Regions from separate parts of the Mus musculus genome. Here region 1 is linked to region 2. Evidence: chromatin contacts called from public Hi-C data. All regions are on one chromosome and are shown on one strand. Each heading gives the region's core, a stretch centred on a gene start, on an enhancer-like site or on the middle of the called end of the contact. The rest is flanking DNA. Distances are from core to core; before and after follow the strand shown.

What was found. A called contact is a pair of places that touch in the nucleus more often than the background predicts.
Region 1: a contact with region 2 is called in a Hi-C map of B cells, with 5 read pairs. The contact joins the promoter of Sap30l here to the promoter of Hspa4 in region 2.

What each region holds. Positions count from the first base shown.
Region 1 is chr11:57,797,190-57,802,956 of GRCm38.p6, reverse strand. Sap30l (SAP30-like) reads right to left here and starts at 1,320. Exons shown (of 4, transcript NM_001081168.1): 1 at 668-1,320. The coding sequence starts at 865. 2010001A14Rik (RIKEN cDNA 2010001A14 gene) reads left to right here and starts at 1,490. Exons shown (of 4, transcript NR_131042.1): 1 at 1,490-1,723.
Region 2 is chr11:53,297,252-53,303,053 of GRCm38.p6, reverse strand. It overlaps Hspa4 (heat shock protein 4), which reads left to right and starts at 2,575. Exons shown (of 19, transcript NM_008300.3): 1 at 2,575-2,994. The coding sequence starts at 2,888.

The sequences.
Region 1 (5,767 bases), core at 71-2,570, 4.5 Mb before region 2:
TTGAGGACCAGAGTAGGTGAAATCACTCAGGAAGTTTCTTATAATTAGCCACAAGGCATAGGGCAATCTCATTCCATTTTAAATTTGCACCTCTCCACCTCCAACGGCATTACCAAAGATGCTAATCCCCGCAAGAAAGCTGATTCCCCGCCCCCTTCAATCACATCCACAGCAAATCATTTAAGACCCGGCCTTGGCCTTATTTCTGCCACATCTCAGAAAAACTCATTCGCTGCCAGCGAAGCGGGCTCTGTGTTGCGCTGCAGAGACCGGAGGCCGCGGCAGACAGGAAAGTCGCGGCCACCTTGCTAGTGTCTGAAAGAGCGACAAGGTCCCTGGAGGGAGGACGAAGTTGGAGAAGATCCTCCCGGTTCCCTTGTCACCTCTTTTGCCCAATTCTTGCAAAAGTAACCCACCTCTCTCTGCTCTGCTATTCGGCGCAACAGTGACAGCTGGAAACTGCTGTCGCTTTCCCAGGCAGGGAGAGTGTGCCAAGCCCTCCCTGGTTTCCCAGCCCACCCTCGGGGACGCGGGCAGCGTCGCGGAGCACCGAGCGGCCTCCAAGAACCTGAGTCCCCTGTTTTGCACAGACTGCGCGGCGAGGCCCACCGCGCGGAGCGTCCCCGGGGTCCCTTCCCGCGGCCCTGCGCTATGCCCCGAGACTCACGCTCTTGTCTATGTCCAGCTTGAGTTTCTTCTGCGAGATGCTTTTCTGCACCCTCTTGCTGAAGGAGGCGTTGCCCGCGGGCCGGACGCAGCGCTCGCCGTCCGCGATGAGGCAGCAGCTCTGGCCGTAGCCCGGGGCGGCGGCGGGGGCGGCAGGGGGCCCTTCGCGGCTGTCCTCCTCTGTGCTGAAGCCGTTCATCTCCCCGCCCCGGCCCGGCCCCTCCGGGGGAGGACCCCTGTAGGCCACTCCGCGGCTGCTAGCCCCGCGGGGCAGCTCTTCGCCAGCCCCGCGCCCGGGTCCCACGGTGCGCCCTGGGTCAGGCGCGCTCCGAGCTCCGCGAGGCCCGGCTGCTCTGTGCTCCTGCAGCCCGGGCCCCGGCGGGGATGCACACGCCGAGGCTCCGGCCGGGGCTCACGAGGCTTCCCCCGGGATCCGGGCCCGGCCGCCCTGGGGCTCCCGAGGCCCCCGCCGGCTCCCGCCTGCTCCGCGCCGCGCGGCAAAGTCTCCACCCCGTGGCTCCCCGCGCGGGGGCCCGGCCTCGAACCTGCCGTGTCCGGGCCCCGCGGTGTGCTCGGGCCGCCCCAGCGCCTGGCCGCTCGGCGGCGCCCCGAGTCCCCGCGGCAGCCCCTGGGCCGCCCCGGCCGCCGCCCGCCCGACGCGCCGCACCACAACAGTGCGCTCCCCCGCCCGCCGCGGCACAGCGGAAGTCCCGCCTCTGTGCGCTCAATGGTCGTATTCTTTATGTAGGCGGGGCCCACGTCGCCGCTGGCAGTTCCCATTGGGCGCCATCGCTGCCGGTCTCCGGTGCCAGGCTACTTCCTGGACTCTGCTGGGATGGGTTCAAAGTAGAGAAAGTGCAAGAGGGAAGAGTTACCCGGGCTAGAGAGGACAGCGGGCCGCAGGTTTAGTCCTGGTTGTGGAGTGGGATGCTGAGATGGGTCTGGAGGGATGCAGGATGTTCTAGGCCGTTAGGATGGTAAATAGGGACCTCGCTCCGCGAGGGATGCTGAACGGGGTCTGGAAGAATGCAAGATGTCCTGGTCCGGGCCAGGAATGGTGAGCGAGGTCCTCTGGCTCTGGGGCGAGATGCTGTGTTAGGTCAGGAGGGACGCGGGGCCTCCACCTCAGGGAGTGGTGCTGAGCGGGATATGGAGGGTCGCAGGGTCTCCATTCCGGGATGGGATGTTGAGCAGGTTCCCAATCCCAGCGCGGGATCCTGAGCAGAGGTCCGGCTCCATAGTGGGGTTGTGAGCAAGCCGGTTATGGAACGAAATGCTAAGCCGGATCTGACAGGCCGCAAGGTCTCCTATGTTGAGTGGGGTCTGCGGGAAGCAGGGACAGACTTGCAGCAGAGATCACGTTCGCAGTGGACTGAAGCATCGACGTGCGGAGGAAAACTGAGGGACAAGGGAAGGGTATGGGAAGGAGACCTTAGGGAGAAAGTGCTGCCAGGAGAACAGACTGGGCAAAACGGAAAAGCCTGGGCTGGAGGATCTACGCGGCAGCGGGAGACAGGGTGCATGGTGTGGGACATGAAGCTAACGAGGAAGTGCATATGCGCGTAAAGAGGCACTGAGAGACAGGAGAGGTCGGACAGGTGAACTAGAAATCTTTGAGTACAGCGGGCACCAAGGAAGAAGGGACTTAAGGAGGAGAGCCCAGCGTCAGAGCAACCCTGGCCTGGGTTGATCTTCAGGGTGGACTTTGTGGGCTGAGGCAAAGGTGAAAAGCCCTTAGGCCACCAACGGAGGACTCACCTTCAGACTTGTTAGAGACTGATTTGTAGTTTTATTGCTTCAAGCTAACTCAGACCAACCCGGGAGGAGGCCACCGCACCCTGCCAAGACCAGGGTGTCACCTCGTCCTTGATGCAAGGACACAGGGAATTTTCTGAGGGTCGGGTCCTACAGTCAGTAGTGTTGTGGGGGAGAGGTATGGTTATGGGATGGGTGTCCGGAAAGCTCTTAAATTCTCTCCAGAGGTCTAAAAGTGCGTTTGTACAGTTTACTTTTATTAATTTCACACAGGAGACAGTATGTTAGAAAATACACCTACCAGATAAAAATTTAAGGCCACTGTGGGGGCTGAGGCTGTAATTTGGTGGCAGAGTGGATCAGCACACTCGAGGCTCTGGATTTGTTCCACATTACTACTTAAACAGGATGTGGCGGCACTGGCCTGTAGTCCCACCTTTCAGCAGGAAGATCTGAAGTTCAAGGGCATTCTCTCTCTTTTCTTAAAAGAATTATTTATTTATTTTATGGATATGAATACACTGTAGCTGTCTTTGTACTCACCAGAAAAGGGCATCAGATCCCACTACAGATGGTTGTGAGCCACCATGTGGTTGCTAGGAATTGAACTCTGGAATAACAGTCAGTGCTCCTAACCGCTGAACCATCTCTCCAGCCCCTCAAGATCATTCTTGACTACATAGCTCGCAAGTCAGTCTTGGTTTTGTGAGACCTTGTCTCAAAATAACAAAACAAAACAAAATGTGTCCATTACGAAATTGCTTATAAAAAATACTCTAAAAGTTACAAACGAGAAGAGGTGAAGCAAAATTAAACATCTTCAGAAAGTGTTAAAACTCACCAGCAACTCTGTAGCAAAGATCTCCGAGCGCTTGACAACGCCTTGTCAATGCTGAGTAATGAGCGCTCCACGGTGGTCCACACCTGCTATGCCACTGCTTGGGAAGTGTGTAGCGGGATCTGGAGTTCTTATTGAACTTGAGGCTAGCCTGGGCTATGTGAGACCTTGTTTCAAACAAAACAAAACGAGGATATAGAATTGCATATGGACTTGTGGAATGTGATGTGTGTGTATTTATTTTAAAATAAATAATACATGCAGGGTGAGAGCTGGGGAGATAACTGCTCTTCCAGAAGATCCCAGTTCATTTCCATTAAACCCCTACATAGGCTCTCCACTGCCAGAAATTCGAGCTCCAGGAAATTTGGCCTCCCTGGGAGTATGCTAGAGCCCCATCTCCAAACCAAACCAAACCAAACCAAACCAAACCAAACCAAACCAAACCAAACCAAACCAAACCCAAACAGCAACATTAACCAAGCTTTGGGGGAGGAAGGGAGGACTGAGATGATTCAGTGGGTTAAAGCCCTTTCCAATAAGCCTGCTGACCTCAGTTCTATCCCCAGCACCCGCATGGCAGAAGGAGAGAATTAGCAATGCAGATTATCTTCTGACCTCAGCCTCCCTGTGTTAGGAATACACTACCTCCCCACAGAAAAAAAGAAATGTCATCATTTTTTTTTTTTGAAAATCAAAACCACATGAGAAATAATACTCCATATTACAAAGAGTGATAATTTGGGGTAGCAGAAATGTGGTTGACATTTTTATACTTTGTTCTACTTTTGCAATATACCTAATAAGCTTTTTTTTTTTTTTTTTTTTGCTTTTACAGTAACAAAAATAATAAAATATTAATGGAAAAAAACACAATTTACTAGGAATCTTGCTTCAGAGTGCATATTCCAGAGCAAGTTCTGGAGAGATGGCTCAGTGGTTAAGAGCACTATCTGCTCTTCCAGAGGTCCTGAGTTCAATCCCCAGCCACCACATGCTGGCCCATAACCATCTATAATGTGTGATCTGACAGCCTCTTCTGGCATGTAGGTGTAGGATACTCATATCCATAAAATAAATAAATCTTCAGAACAAAACAAGAACTAACTGGCACAGGCAGCTACAGAAGCAAGCATGCCGCTGGCCTGATACGGATACCATGTAGGTAAAAAGTTGAGAGTGGAGAATGAAGTTGGGAGTATACACAAGGCAGTGTGCGCTGGTTCAGAGGTCCCATGGTATGGGTGGTATGGATGTAAACTCTGCTTTTCTTTGCATGTTTTTTGTTTTGTTTTGCTTTTCAAGACAGGGTTTCTCCGTGTAGCCCTGGCTGTCCTGGAACTCACTCTGTAGACCAGGCTGGCCTTGAATTCACAGAGATCAACCTACTTCTGCCCCCCAAGTGCTGGGATTAAAGTGTTTTTTTTTTTTTCTTTTTCTTCTCCTTCTCCTCCTCCTCCTTTTTTTTTTTTTTTTTTTTTTTTTGGGTTTTCGAGACAAGGATTCTCTGCGTAGCCCTGGCTGTCCTGTAGACCAGGCTGGCCTCGAACTCAGAAATCCACCTGCCTCTGCCTCCCAAGTGCTGGGATTAAAGGCGTGCACCACCACCGCCTGGCTCTTCTTTTTTTATGCTGAGATGCTTTTCAGAAGTCTTGCATTCTGCCAGGTCATTGCAGCACCCGTCTGCTTCCCTGGCAGCCTTCCGTGGCTGTAGGAGTAAGGAGCTCCTTTTAGGGGCTCCGGAGCAGTCCTCAGGACAGCAGCCATTCCTGCTGTCATCCAAGTGTTCTTTACAGCCTCCTCCTCCCCCTCCCCCCACACCCCCACCCCCCCGGTTAAAATAAGCTCACCTTGAGATCAGAATAAGCATCGATCCTGTTTGTAGAGCATGCATGTGTATAGGCGCTTCGTTTGTGGAGTGCGTGTAAGTACCATGTGTGATCACCTGCTCTCATGCCTGACCATTCTTTGCAGACATCCTGGAGTCTTTCTTCCAGGGATGTTCCATCATAACCTTTCTTCTTTATGTGCATAACTCTGGTTGTTGCCATTTTAATGACTCACAATACTACATCTTATGCATCATTAGATGGTTGGCTTTGCTGTTGGAACAGTGTTCAGATCTGAGCACCACTCTTCATGTGCTATGATATGTTAACAAGTTATTTCCTTCCTTTCTTCCTTCCTTCCTTCCTTCCTTCCTTCCTTCCTTCCTTCCTTCCTTCCTTCCTTCCTTCCCTTCCTCCCTCCCTCCCTCCCTCCCTCCCTCCCTCCCTCCCTCCCTCCCTCCCTCCCTCCCTCCCTTTTCTTTCATTAGGAGACAGTGTCTCACATATTCCAGGCTGGCCTGGGACCCACTATGTAGTCAAGAGTTACCTTAAACCTCCTATTCTCTTGCCTTCACCTTCCTAGAACTGGGATGACAGACACTGCACACAGTGGTGCTGAGGATGGAACTCATGCCTGCTACGTAAGCTCTCTGGTCACTGAGCTACAGCCCCATCCAGC
Region 2 (5,802 bases), core at 1,326-3,825:
TAAAGATGGTACCATTTTGGCTACTAATGAATGAAATGCCTCCAGAGGCAGCAATAAATTCGGAGAGACTCTTCTTTCAAAGAAATGGTAAGTGCTTTGTTTGCTTGGATATTAACTTTTTGGGTGATTACTCTTACTGGATCTGTCCTCTAGGAATACAAAACTTACTGTAGGCCATCCAATGTAAGGGCTGGCCAGAAGACTCTGTAGGTACCACCAGGCTTCATGTCTGAGTTCAATTCCTGGAACCCACAGTTGTCCTCTGATCTCTACATTTATACCATGGCACATAGATAAATTGATAAATGCAAGCTCAGCAGTTAAGAGCACTGACTGCTCTTTCAGAGGTCCTGAGTTCAATTCCCAGCAACCACATGGTGGCTCACAACTATCTATAATGGGATCGGATGCCCTCTTCTGGTGTGTATGAAGAGAACAATGGTGTACTCATAGACATAAAATAAATACATCTTTAAAAAAAAAACAAACAAACAAGGAGCTGGAGAGATGGTTCAGCGGTTAAGAGCACTGGCTACTCCTCCAAAGGTCTTGAGTTCAATTCCCAACAACCACATGATGGCTCACAACAATCTGTGATAGGATCTTATGCTCTCTTTTGGTATGCCTGAAAACAGCTACAGTGTGCTCATATAAGTAAAACAAAACAAAACAAAACAAAAAACCCCCAAAACCCTTTCCTGTTCAAACCTTACTAAATACTAAGTAATGTATTGCTAGTTTTCCCCTCTATCACGGCCTTTTTCTTTTGTGGAACGTCTTCCGAGTTGCCACTATTTTATGCCTATAACTCTCATTGTTAGATCAGGATTGATCAAGGTGATGTGGAAGTAAAAGGGAAGACCAACCTCTCACAGGATCATTACCACGTCTAAATCAGAACAGCTGAAGGATAGATGTTTCCTCCTTGGATGTGGAGACTGTGTCAGGGCTCTGGGCTTGGGATTTTATAGGGCAGCAGAGGAAACTTTTGGGTGGGAAGATATTTCTGCCGACCTACTTTGTGCTTTCCCATGCACATACATTTTGGTGGAGTCCTTACTATGTTGGCATCTATGCCAGGAGTCTGACATGTTGATCCCTGGTCTGGAGCTTTTCTACTCCTAAGTACCCGAAGGGAGTTTCTCAGGTGCTGGGGGCTTTAGGCTATTAACCCTCACTTATTACCTTTGACTAGAAACTCTTTGCTCTCTCCTGATGGTGATAATCCAGAGTGTGTGTGCGCGCGTGCATCCACGTGTAGAAGTGCTGTGAGGGCGGCCATGTTCTGTGAGGGCGGCCATGTGCTGCACAGAGGCTTGAGGGAGAACAGATATCCCCTGTTGCTCTCTGATGTAGTTTTTGGAGGCAGGGTCTCTCTCTGAAACTGGAGCTCTAGTTTTTGGACTAGGCTGCTAGTCAGGGAGCCCCTCCAGTTAACCTCTTGTCTTTGTCCTGCTAGGTTCTCGATGACAGATCGAGATTGGGATTCAAACCCCAGTCTGTATGGTTTCACAGCACGTATTAACTGTGGAGCCATCTCTCCCGCACGGTTTACTGTGTTGGACACCGTTAGGCACCTATGAACAAGAGGTGACAAATAAGTGAAATTTAAAAATCCTTTCAGTTTTGTGGTGTTGGGGATCCAGTCCAAGGCCCTGAGCCTGCAAGTGTTCTAGCACTGTACTCTATATCCTCAGCCACAAAACAGCCAGAAACCGGGAAACTTAGGATCTTCCTCCTGCACTCTGGGTTGGTAATAATCAGAAACGCGTTGAAGCTGGTTCCCCTCCAGCTTTCCGCAACTGGCTAACGTAGTGGTCACTATAGTTTCAGATTCTTTAGTTTAACGCAGGGTGGGGGCATGGCTGTAAGTGGGTCCCAGCACTAAGGAGAAAAGAGCTTCCGAATTTCAAGGTCATCCTTGAGGACTGTCCTGCAGGACATTCTGTCCCCTCCCCACCTACTCTATATAATAATGTGTTAGCATTCACATAAACGTGACACTGGTCTTAGACCTCCCACTCCACGGAGCATGTGATTTGGACCCTTGTGTCCAGCTCAGGGAAAACACCTAGGACTGAAAGGTCCCTCGTCTGATCACGGGAAGTGAGTGGTTAAAAGTAGGTGGAAGCGTGGCTTCGGATTCTTTTAGTTAGCGCTTGGTTTTAATACTGAGTTTTACGTAGAGCCGAGCTGAAACCCTTAGCGCCCTTAGCAGGATTAACTCGAGTTCACTGTGGGGCCTTAAAAAAAAAAAAAAAAACCCTGCAGAGAGCCTGCAAAGTCACTGCCGGAAGTCCCTCCGCGGTGACGAGCACGGCGGAAGTGGGTTCAATGCAGCTCCCCGAAGAACTGTCTCACTCCCGCTCGCCTGACTTCTGGATGGGAGGCGCCCTGCAGCTCAGGGAGGATTGTGGGGGGCTTCTCCGCGCAGGCTCAGTGGCCCACTTCGCGTCGGACCGCTTCCGTCCCCCCACTTCCTTTCACGGTTCCTGTGCCAGGACGTGACGCCAGACTTCGTCAGACGGGAGGAGCCTTGGGAGGAAAAGCGTCTGAGCCGGGGTCTCGCGAGAACGTTTCGTTTCAGCGCAGTTCTCGCGCTGCAACCTTGCTCCTGTTGCAACGAGAGCCTTCGAGATCTTCTCCGCCTCCGCGACCGGCGCCTCCTCTGCGGCCGTGGAGCCGGAGCCGCGGCCCGAGCGGTAGAGGCCCCCGTCTTTCTCCAAGCCCCAAGCCTCCTAGCGGACGGTCGTCCGGCTTCGCCCGCCCAGCCGCGGCGCTCCACCGGCCCACGCGGCTCGCCCTCTTCCACGCGCCAACCCCGCCGGGTTCCGTGTGCAGTGTCGGCGGCCGGCCCTGGGCCCGAGCCGGAGCAGTAGCCGGCGCCATGTCGGTGGTGGGCATAGACCTGGGCTTTCAGAGCTGCTATGTCGCTGTGGCCCGCGCCGGCGGCATCGAGACGATCGCTAACGAGTATAGCGACCGCTGCACGCCGTAAGTGGGGCTTGGCTGGCGGGGTCGCCTCGCTTTCCGGGCGAGGGTCCGCAGGAGACCCCCGCCGAGTGCCGGGTCGCCCGCGGCTGCCACCTGCTTCGGATCCTGGGCCTGCGCCAGGCACGAGGCCCTTTCGCGCGGGCCAAACGAAGGCTTTGAGCCGGTACTCTGATCGGCGGAGGGCAGGAGCAGGAACTGAAAGAGAAGGCGGGCCTGAGACCGTGGGATGGACCGACCGCTCTCACCTCCTTTTTTGGGGGGGGGGAGGGTTTGGGTGGTTCGGTCTGAAACGAGGTCCAGGGCTTGCTGAGCTCGTCGAATCCAATAGAGGTTCAAACTCGGCCCACGGCGAGCATTTAATAAAAGTTAACTTGCAAGATTGTGGCCTCGGGACTGGGAAGCGCTCTGAGTCCCACGTGAGTGGGGGCGGGGTGGCGCCCGGAAGATGTGGAGTCTGAGTACCCACGGCAGGCCCTGAATAAAGTCCATGCTTTTCTTGATAGCGTTTTAACTCCCTTCATTCGTTTTTGGATATTGAGTTAGGTTGGGTCATTCCTTACCCAGGCTGCTCACCTATTCCTTAACAGCGTTAGTTTTTCATGCTAATGAATTCCAGCCGGAAGGTTGCCACAATTGTTAATGCATGACTCAAGGGCTCTGTTTGACTTCTAGAACTTACATGAAGTTATGGGACCAGTATAGACAAATCTGCAAAAAAAAAAAAAAAAAAAAAAAAGACTCACTCAGAGCTTGCTGGAGTAAAAGGGAGTCTACTTTTTAGATATATGTAGGATTTTTTCCCCCACATTTAGCCCAGGATGACCTAAAATTTTCATTCTGCTTCTGTCTGCTAGAATCTGGTATTACAGGTGCGTTAAAATTTTATTTATCTGGCGCTGGTGGCACAGGCCTTTAATCCCAGCTCTCGCAGGGAGGCAGAGGCAGGCTGCAGTGAGTTCGAGGCCAGCCTGGTTCATAGAGACCATTTCAGGATAGGCAGGGCTACGCAGAAAAGAAAGCTTTGTCTTAAAAAAGATGTTAATCTACTGAATTCCTTTAGGTAAACTTTGGAAGAAGCTCTGTTGTTTTTGGGTTCACAGTCCCAGATCATTGTTTTTATCTTGTTTTTAACCAACCTTCTGAGGCCAGTTTCCTGTCTCCCAGACTGTTTTGAAATAACTTTGTGTCTGGGAATGACTCTTAATCCTCCTCCCTTCATCTCCCAAGTGTACAGGTGTGCAGGCACAACACCCAGTTTGCTGTACAGTGGGGGCTTGAAGCCAGGGCTTCATGCATACAAAACAAGCACTCTACCAAGTAAGCTATTGCCTGGCACCCAATTCTCGAGTTTGGTGCCACAGAGCTCTGGTACCATTATCAGAGTCAGTTTTCAACGTCCCTTCCCACCCCAGTACCAAGCTCTCTTCCCATTTGTCCTTTTTAAGCTAGGTATTATGAGTAGTCTTTGTTTGTTTGTTTCTTTTTTTTGAGACAGGGTTTCTCTGTGTAGCCCTGGCTGTCCTGGAACTAACTCTGTAGACCAGGCTGGCCTCGAACTCAGAAATTCGCCTGCCTCTGCCTCCCGAGTGCTGGGACTAAAGGCGTGGGCCACCACACCTGGCAGTATGAGTAGTATTTGTACAGAGGTATCTTGTACTGGCATTTGAAAAGTTAAACATTTTTGCTTCTAGTCATTTTAGCACTAATTTCGTATTTGGTAATGATGCTGCTGGTTCCTCACTTTTGGGAAGATCATCTTTCCAAGAAATTTCAACAGTCTGAGCTGAAGATTTGGCTCTTTGGGCAGAGCCTTGACCTGCAGAAGCCTGAGGCTTGGGAAACACTGCTCCTACCTAGCCTTCCTTTAGATTGCCTGAACCTGCTCCTCTCTTAGATGGCAGCTGTGGCAGTTTGCCATGAGTTTCATTATTTGAAACTTTAGGAGTTGTTTTCTGCTGGCAGTTAAATTTGCATAAGGACTGAATAGGTCATTAATCCTGTGATTGTGCACACTGCATGCATACTTCCTTTGCCTTAGTTTTCCTATGTATTTTATTTTTTTTTAAAGACAGGCTACATAGCTGTGGCTGCTCTAGAACTCAGTGCAAGACACTGCTGGGAGTAAAGGTGTGCACCACCACACCCGACTGTATTTTTTTTTTTATATGACAAGGCCTGACTCTTAGGCTAGCTTTTGAGGGAACTACAGAACTGCAGCCTCCTGAGTGCTGGCATCACAGGTGTGCTACTGTGTCTGGCTTCATTTAAATACTCTGAACTATGCATTTGATTAACAGATTTCTATGTTGGAGGTGTGGCCTTAAATATCAGAGCAGAAAGTTCAGAGTCTTTTCAGGTTGTGGAAGAATAGATTTAAAAGTATGCAGAGCCTGTGTTGTAGGTTTCTTCCAAGGTGAAAGTGTAAAGGTGTGGGTCTCTGGTTTGACTGTGACAGGGAGATGCACCTCATTTGTATTCTAACACTCTCAGTTCTACCTAATTCTGTAAAGACAGATGAAAACCTTATGTACTTCATTGATTATTTCACATGGGGGTTTACTTGAACTCGAGGAGTAGCCAAATCTTTGCCTTTCCATCTCCTTTGTTTTAGTGGGTTATCTAGTGTGACTGTGGCTGTGTTAAGCATTGGAGATACTTTGATGAATAACAAAATGCTCAGTCTTGCCATCATGGGCATGGTAATGGAAAAAGCCACAGGCTAAACAAGAGCATTCTATTACTATCTGGTGAAGAACAAGGTGGAAAAGTACAGAATATGGTGTAACTGACATAACTAGATGTGGGCTG